Linked DNA regions of Mus musculus: regions 1 and 3 are each linked to region 2. Evidence: chromatin contacts called from public Hi-C and promoter capture Hi-C data. All regions are on one chromosome and are shown on one strand. Each heading gives the region's core, a stretch centred on a gene start, on an enhancer-like site or on the middle of the called end of the contact. The rest is flanking DNA. Distances are from core to core; before and after follow the strand shown.

Evidence for each region. Promoter capture Hi-C pulls out the DNA fragments that hold promoters and counts their contacts. Hi-C and Micro-C count contacts between places; a contact is called where the count stands out from the background.
Region 1: a Hi-C map of bone marrow-derived dendritic cells shows a contact between it and region 2, with 2.2 times the contacts expected there. The contact joins the enhancer-like site here to the promoter of Adam23 in region 2. A contact is called at or near these places in 6 of 39 promoter capture datasets (the 3T3-L1 cell line, 3T3-L1-derived adipocytes, the HPC-7 cell line and 2 more), 9 of 484 Hi-C or Micro-C datasets (CD4 T cells, bone marrow-derived dendritic cells, conventional dendritic cells and 5 more), 5 of 115 datasets of contacts at active chromatin or transcription factors (bone marrow-derived dendritic cells and embryonic stem cells) and 3 of 9 other capture datasets (adipose tissue, liver and pancreatic islet).
Region 3: a contact with region 2 is called in a promoter capture Hi-C map of second pharyngeal arch cranial neural crest, with 2.3 times the contacts expected there. The contact joins the enhancer-like site here to the promoter of Adam23 in region 2. A contact is called at or near these places in 1 of 39 promoter capture datasets (second pharyngeal arch cranial neural crest), 2 of 484 Hi-C or Micro-C datasets (the C3H10T1/2 cell line and brown adipocytes), 2 of 115 datasets of contacts at active chromatin or transcription factors (both in embryonic stem cells) and 3 of 9 other capture datasets (adipose tissue, liver and pancreatic islet).

Annotation. Positions count from the first base shown.
Region 1 is chr1:63,407,129-63,409,828 of GRCm38.p6, reverse strand. No RefSeq gene overlaps it. Among named protein-coding and RNA genes, the nearest start is that of Gm35393, 28 kb to the left of the region's middle. Within about 2 kb of position 1,303, at least 6 of the 459 cell types and tissues checked have an H3K27ac peak or open chromatin away from gene starts, as enhancers often do. A contact at or near this core is called in bone marrow-derived dendritic cells and conventional dendritic cells, where this site is marked.
Region 2 is chr1:63,444,626-63,447,325 of GRCm38.p6, reverse strand. Adam23 (a disintegrin and metallopeptidase domain 23) reads right to left here and starts at 1,435. Exons shown (of 26, transcript NM_011780.3): 1 at 914-1,435. The coding sequence starts at 1,115.
Region 3 is chr1:63,492,582-63,495,459 of GRCm38.p6, reverse strand. All of the region lies in intron 3 of Adam23 (a disintegrin and metallopeptidase domain 23), which reads right to left. Among named protein-coding and RNA genes, the nearest start is that of Adam23, 48 kb to the right of the region's middle. Within about 2 kb of position 1,354, at least 4 of the 459 cell types and tissues checked have an H3K27ac peak or open chromatin away from gene starts, as enhancers often do. A contact at or near this core is called in second pharyngeal arch cranial neural crest, where this site is marked.

The sequences.
Region 1 (2,700 bases), core at 54-2,553, 37 kb after region 2:
CCCACATGGGTGCTCACCCTCCATCATATCTCCATGAGTTGCCAGCTAGGAAGAACTTCAGCTTTGTTAGCCATTTTTTAGAGCACTGCCTTGTAGTTTCCCTTGTGAGTTGATCTTGTCTAAGCAGCTCTAACAACTCTAAAGAGCTAAGAAACGCAAGTGTACATTAGTAAGCAACATACATGCTTTTCTGAAGTCAAAAATTATTCCAATGAACTTCCCTTCTCAGCTGAAAAGCAAGAAAACATTAAAACCACATTAGTCAGGCAAATTAAGCCCAGCCTGCATGGAAGTGAAAATATGAAATTTGTTCTTAAATGAAATGTTTTCCTTTCAATATACATATAGTAACTTAAATTGAGCCTGAGGGTTGTGAGCTACAGTTCTTTAGGAAGCTTTGATGAGTAAGACTTCTGCTGCTCCTCACTCCCGAGCTGCGTTTACCCCACTTGTTTTCCTCCTTCCACCCCTACCACTTTGAGATTTTGAGCAATTGTGATCCCTACCTACAACTTCACCAGGCATGAAAATCTGTGTTGTTCACTGGTCCATCCCACACACCAAGAACAGTGTTTGTTTAGTTTTGAACACTAAAGATCAGAACTAGGATTTATTGAATGAGTAAATGAAACATATACAACAACCAAAAGCTCTGATTTGTTTTTTCATTTCCTGTATGTGTATGTAGAGGCCAACAGTCAACCTTGGCTGTTATTACTCAAGAGCTGTTCACTTCAGTATTTTGAAACAGGGTCTCTCCTCTCCTCTTCTCTCTCTCTCTCTCTCTCTCTCTTTCTCTCTCTCTCTCCCTCCCTCTCTTCTCTCTCTCTCTCTCTCTCTCTCTCTCTCTCTCTCTCTCTCTCTCTCTCTCTCCACCTGAAACTCAACAACTACTCAGCTAGACAGCTAGGTTGTCCAGCCAGAAATTACAAGGGTCCTCCTGCTTCTGTTCCCAAGTGCTGGGATTGCAAATGGAACTGGCTGGGAATCCACCTCAGGCTTGCATAGCACACCCTTACCACAGTTTATGTGATTGATGCTGGAGATCAAACCCAGGGCTTTGTGCATGCCAGGAAATCACACTGCCAAGTGAGCCCTAGCCTCAGGGCTCCTTGATATGATTTACAATCACCTAGGAGACACACATCCTAGCGTGCCTGTGAGGGCATTTCCAGAAAAACTTATATGAAGAGAATGGAGCCCCCTTCAATGTGGTTTGCACCCTGCCGTGGGCTGGTACTGGGCTGAATAAAAAGGAGGAAGTAAACGGAGAACAGCATTTGTTCCTCTCAGCCTCCTGACTGTGACTGCAACCATCCATCTACCTCATCCACCTGCAACCACAGCTACCACTTCTCCTGCCACTCCCTTCCCGGTCGTGATGGACTGCACCCTCAAACCATGAACCAAAATACACCCTGCCTTCCTTAAGCTGCATTTGCCGGATATTATATCAAGCAATAGGAAAAGTAACTGTGACCTTGACTTTACGTTAAAGGGTGATAGGCTGATCTTGAATGCAGATGATGTGGGCTGCTGTTTGCCTTAATTTCAAACTGCTGAGCCTTTCCTTTCTCTAACTTCTACAGTTGCTTCTACTCAACCTCCAAAGAAAACCATCATCAAGATCCAGAACCAGGTCTTACTGTGTAAGGTTGGTGCTCCTAGCCCATAGCAAGGGGGCTGCTATAAACCTAGTACCTAAGCCAAGCCTGTCCTGCTGGGTAGCTGCTCTGTGCATCCCCCTCCTTCTTACAGGGATTGATCTTTAGAAAGCCACAGTTCCAAATAGTGATCAGAACTGTTCCGGTCTCTTTTCATGGTCAGAACAAGCCCACCGAGCTTTGGCTTTGCACACAGATGCTGGCTCTGGTGGCCACTTTGGTTTCTCAATGCCCTGTAGACACCCCTAACACTGCCTATTTCTGGACCTTCAGCCCAGCAGGCATAGACTGCAATCCTCACCTACTGCTGAGTGTTTCCATTTCTGGTCCATGCATTTAGCTTAACCCACCATCCCCAGACACCATCTCCTAACAGCTCCGTCCTTTAAGTTTGGAGTAGGGAAGAAAATTCTGAGGATACATTCATGATAGTCATCCTTAATGGAGATGCCTGGGAAGAAGAGAAAGAAGCCTGTTGCTACACGTAAGTCAGGGATCCAAAAGTTAAAAAGCATTGCAGATTTTTCAGGACAGCCCTGTTTCATAAGATAGAAATGAGCTGTCAGAAGGTGCAGGCCTGTCTGCTGAGAGATGAGTATGTATGTCTCTAATGCAGACATGGGGAAGGAAAGAAGGAAGCTTCACTGGGGTGCCTGCCAATCCTGTAGTTGTCCAGGCTTTGTCCTAGCCACCCTTGTGTCTGGAAATCAGGAGAAATGTAACTGTGGTGGTTGGATAGGAATGGTCCAAGACTTATGTGTTTAAATGCTTGGCCCATAGGGAGTGGCCCTATTAGGACATTAGCCTTGTTGAAAGAGGTGTATCACCGTCGGGGTGGACTTTGAGGTAATATATTGTTCAAGCTGTGCCCAGTGTAATGCAGTCTCCTTCTGCAGCTTGCAGATTAAGATGTAGAACTCTCAGTTCTGTCTCCAGATCCATGTTAGCCTGGATGCTGCCAAGGTTTCTACCATGATGATAATGGACTAAACCTCTGAAGCTATAAGCCAGCCCCAGTTAAATGTCATCCTTCATA
Region 2 (2,700 bases), core at 186-2,685:
CCAGACAAAACTTGGGTCCTGAATTCATGGACACTGAATGTAAAGTGATACTTTCAAATATATTTGTGTGTGTGTGTGTGTGTGTGTGTGTGTGTGTGTGTGTTTATGTGTATTATGTGTGTGTGAATGTAGAAATATATATATGTGTGTGTGTGTATATATATATGTATATACACACACACATATATACATACATATATGAATGATTTCTATTTCTTTCTAACTTTGAGATGAGAAAAAAAACTGTTTTGCCATAAAGGGCTATAGTTGCTGGCAACTTTCCAAATTCTTTCTTTTTTACTGCCAAGGCCAGCTTTCTGCTTTCAGTGACTTCCAATCACCAGTGTGCTCAACATTGTATTATTCTGATTGCTCATTATGACAAGCATTTTGGGAAAACACAGCCAAAGGTCATGCGCAAAGAGTGTCTTGGAGACTTTCATTCTCTGGTCCCCAAATTATGCCTCTCTCACCTTAATTCCAACAGTAGGGACTAAACCTGGTGGGGAATTTGAGGGATCAAGCATTTGTCACTATTATTGCATGCCCCCCACCCCTCCGCATTCATATGAAGGTTCCCCAAGGCAAAAAGCAACTTGCTAGCTCACTGCATCTTCCTGTCACTGGAAGTTACATAGAGAGCGCTAAAGGACTCAGGAGCCACCAAATACCTCTGGGTGGAACCCACAGTCACTGGAATGGGTCTTTAGTGAATGCAACAGAAACGGACTTCCAAAAGTGAACCAGCATGAACCTGGGCTTGGGACGGACAAGGGTGGAGAGGTGGACAGGGAGGCGCTCGAAGGCCAGGCTGGGGACCCACTCGTCCGGGTTACACGCACCTGCGTGCCCTTCTCTCTCCTCCCCAGGGCCCCGCGGGGAAGGCAACGCAAAGGGCACCGGCCATACCCACCGCTGGGCGCAGCGGCCCCCCGGGCACGGGGCCGGGATGAGGTGGCGAGCGCAGGTAGCAGGAGAAGGACGAGGAGCAGGCGGCAGGGCGGCGCGCGGGCCGGCACCGGGCCGGCGGGGCAGCGGCCGGGGCCGCAGGAGGCGCCGGGAAGGCTGCAACCCGTCAGGGTCGGCCGCCGGGAGATGCTGCCGGGCGGCTTCATGGCTCATCGCTCCCGGGCGCCGGTCCGAGTGACCCGCGAGAGAGCCGGGCTGGGCTGCGGGGCGGCTGCGGGCGGAGCCGGTCACGCCGGCTGGGCGCGCATGCTGCGGCCGCGGGCAGGGGTCAGGGGCTGGGGTCTCGGGGACGGCGGCGCGCCGTCCTCTGCTCTTTCCGCCTTTCCGGGAGCGGCCCGCAGAGAGGGGTCCCCGCCGCTCCACCAACTTGGAGCCTCCTCCAGTGGCTGCACCCTCCCAGTGGCGGGCGCGGCCGCACCAGTGACTGCGGGGGTTGCTGCCGGGCCTAAGGATGCTGAGGAGGCGCGCGCAGGAGCGAGCGGCACGGGCACGCGCGGCGCGGGCGCGAGACTCGGGGACGCGCAGCGCGGTACTGCACCCCACCCTCCGGGAGCGCGCCCGAACGGGGTTTCGGGTGCGGATGCTGATGCTCTTGCAGATGCTGATGCTGTAGCCTGCATGGGCCGCGCTGCGCATGCTCGACTGTGGGAGCCCTGGGGGGGGGGGGGGGCAGAGTGATGCAGCATCCCAGGCAGCATCAAAATAGTTGGTGGCACCTCCAAAGACCAGAGGTAGGGGAGAAAGAAGTTTGCAGTCAGGGATGACCCCAAGAGGAAAGTGCAAGGGTTTCCAGGCCTGGGGCAAGCCTGATCTGGCAACAACTTGCCAAGAAAAGCGACCCATCCTCAACACCCACTCCTATACCAACTCTCCAGCGCAAGGAAAACTGAGACTATGCATTTTCCTTCTCAAACCTTTATTTATTTCCTTCCTTCAAATAAAGGGCTGCAGCCAGGGAGGTAAAAATAGCTGTGCTCCTCATAGCAGCGAGTGGGATGACAGTGGGAAGCACTGTGGTGCATCCGCAGGCTGGCGTCTGTGGGCACTGAGCCACTGGGATCCCCTTGCAGGGTCGTGGGTCCTCCCTCCTCGTGCCCATAGGGCTTTGAAGAGAGCTAAATTCAGAAAGTGTGACGGGCCATATTCTGGAATAGAAGAAATACAGAGATTAGAAAGCAACCGTGCAGCTATCTTAGGAAATCTATCGTTTGTCAACCAGCCTTGGGGGTGCGCAGGCATTTCTGAGAACACACTTCTATTTTTGAGATCCAGTCGTATCTTGTGCAGAGAAAGGGGGTATTTTCGCTCAGTGCTGTCAGTTCCCTGGTTTGGGTGGGTTAGCAGCCGCTACTAATTCTGGTGGTTCCTAATTAAAATTTGAGGCCCATTTCTATCACTGGACTCTGGTAACACCAACAGTAACTTATCCACTCTCCCAAGACTGGTCTGAGTAATAACAATGGTGTCTAACTCCATTATTGATATTTAAAATAGAGCTAAGGATATCTACTTGGAAAGGGCTGGGAAGGTTCTAGAAGTGTGTGATTAAAATAACAGTCAAGGCTGTTAGCCACCTTCTGTACCCGAGCTTCACGGAACGAACTTCTGGAGACAGACAAAGATGACAGGCCTGCATGCAGATCTCACACTGCAGAGCGGTTGAGGTGTCAGATATTAATTTTAATCTCTTCTTTCCACATTTGAGCATGAGTATTTATTGGACACATGGAT
Region 3 (2,878 bases), core at 105-2,604, 48 kb before region 2:
ATGTGTACCCAAAGTGTGTCATATCCCTTGGAACTAAAGTCATGACCAATTGTGAGCCACCATGTTAGGTCCTGGGAACTGAACCCCAGTCCTAGAGCCAAAGTACAGTAGAAAAGCGTTTAACAACTAAGCATCTCTCCAGGCTCCAAAGGTAAAACATCTATTAACATTTGAACAGAAGAGACATCAAGGTTTTATCTGACGTTATTGCCTGGACTTTACATAAGATGCTAATAATTTTGGTTATCTCTTACTCTAGAACTAATACATCAAAGAGGGACAAATTATTGAGAACCAGGATGAAATGGCAGATGTACTAAAGACATAGCTAACAATAGAAAAAAGTCATAAACCTACTACACTGCTAGTCACACAGGCAAAGAAGTAACTGTAAAAATCAGAAAAAATAAGGTTACAGTCACTCAGGCAACCCATGACCCAGATTTAATGACTTTCTTTTTTTTTAAACATTTCAGGCCTGGAAAGGTGGCTCGGTGGTAAAAAGCACTTAATGCTCTTGCAGAGAGCCCAGGTTCGATTCCCCAGCCCCACTTGGCAGCTCAAAATCATCTCTAACTCCAATCCCGACCCAGATCAAGAGGATCTGATATCCTCTTCTGACCTCCATGGGCACTCATGTAGTACAGGTGGACAGACACACAGACAAAACACACACAAAAAAATAATAAAATAATTATATCTCTAAAAAATTTAAAGTTTAACAAATTGAGGCATAAGTACTGTTATTTAGAAAACCTACTCAATGTAGAACAACACACTCCACTGCAATAATGTGCAAATGAGGCTTCACAATACAGGTGCTTAAAAATAGATCCTTATATGTTTTAGGTGAAGGGAAAAAATAGGTCAAAATTTACATAGTCACAGCCTATACAGCTGTATAAGTACAACTATGGTCGTTTTAAGAAGACTTTTAAATAGAATATGACAATATCTTTAATTCTATGAATAACAAAACAAGAAAGAAAGAAAGAAAGGAAGGAAGGAAGGAAGGAAGAAAGAAAGAAAGAAAGAAAGAAAGAAAGAAAGAAAGAAAGAAAGAGAGAGAGAAAAGTTACCTAAATACCTTTATACCCCCAAAAAAGCCAAGACTGGAACCAATTTGTGCAGAATAACTGCAGAACGAGTCTAATTACCAGCCAGGGCATACCAAGTGCAGTCTGTCAAAGGCCGCAAACACTGCTGAGTGCCATGTATACACACAGGTCCCTCTCACACCATACTCCTCAGGGAGCACTCTCCTCAGTCGAGGTGAGCAGTTCAAAGGACTGAGTCTGAGTAGCCCCTCCTTTCACAACAGCTCACTATCAACTCAGTCATTCTAGGCTGGAGCTGAGGCTCCGCCTGGCACAGGGTGCAGACCTATGCTGTGGCTCATTATTCTTTGCTCCTTTCCCCAAGCCGTTCCTCCTGTCATCTAAGTTTCAAACAGGCTCCTTCCCAGATATCATCTGCAAAGGTTGGCCAACTTTGTAATCTCTGCTCTACATTAAGAACAGAGATTCTTGTTCTTGGCCGGTGGTATGACGCACGTCATTGAATACATATGAATCCAGCCCTTTACACTAAATATTCAAGGTAACACTACAATAACATTGGACAGCACAGTACTCTGAAAGAATAAAACTCCACTCCCCTATGGATCACAGTGGCCTAAACAAATTAACGCAGTCTTTATGGGAACTAATTCGTACTAAAGATGGTGCTTCACATAGGCTTAATCTTCTAGCCCTGAAAGTATTGTCCACTAAATATAATCAACAGAATTCTCAGCCCAGCTTGCCTGGCATGGATGAGTAGGGATCTGAATGCACTGTGGAGCTCTGTGCTCTGCTCAAGGGGAGACGAGTGTAGGCTGTCTGGAGGATAAGCCTTCCATGCTACAGCAAGTCTGAGTACCCACTGGAGAGGTTCTCACGCAGGCCTATGGGCTATATTTACACTGACTCATGCAAACGCATTAGATTATGGTTTATGGCTGCACAGAGCCAAAGGGAATGGAGATTTCTCTCCCTCGGAGAATGAATGGGTACTGGATGCACTCCAAAGATCCACGGCCATGCTTAGAGATCATGGAAGGATAAACACAGTTACAGATCTTTAAATACCAGGTTGAGTAGAAATCTACAGATAACATCACTTATGGGAAAGGCCTATGAAATTATAACATATGTTTTAGAAGAACATACACAAAGAAAAGATTATGCAAAACACATTCAGAAATAAGTTAGGATAAAGAGGAAGGAAGAAGGAAATAGATAAGAAAGACACTTAAAAAAATATACTGGGGCCTTACACAAAGCAGTCATTTTGCATGCTGTGAATGGGGACAGTGAATACAGCCTTCCAAACCAAGGTTTGTTTGAAAGCCAGAGGGCAATACGTTACATCTGCAAAAGATGCTTCATATAAGTATTAGATTCTCTTGTTCTTCAAAGTCAATTAAAAACAGACAAACCCAAAACCACTGATTCTACCACTAATATAGTAAAGATTCAATAAACAGTCACCTATTTAGTATGTGTGCGTGTGCGTGTGAGGAAGAAACCAAGTATGTCAGTCACCATGGCATAATCCTGAACAGAGTGTTGATATAGCCTCACTCACGCTAGTGCCAGTCAGTGTATTTAGCCGTCTGTCAGTGCTTATCTCTGAATGGTCCTCTCACAAGGCAGTGCATTAAGTTTATCTCGTCTGGGAAACACTGAGACAGCAACACTGGCAGCATCAGACTTGAGATGGCTTTCACCTTGCAGAAAGTTCTTAAAGACTTTAAAATGGCCTTTTGTATACTACAAAAATGCCCTGCTGTTCAACAGTACTGAACACAGCAGGGAAGGCCTATAAATAGGGACTC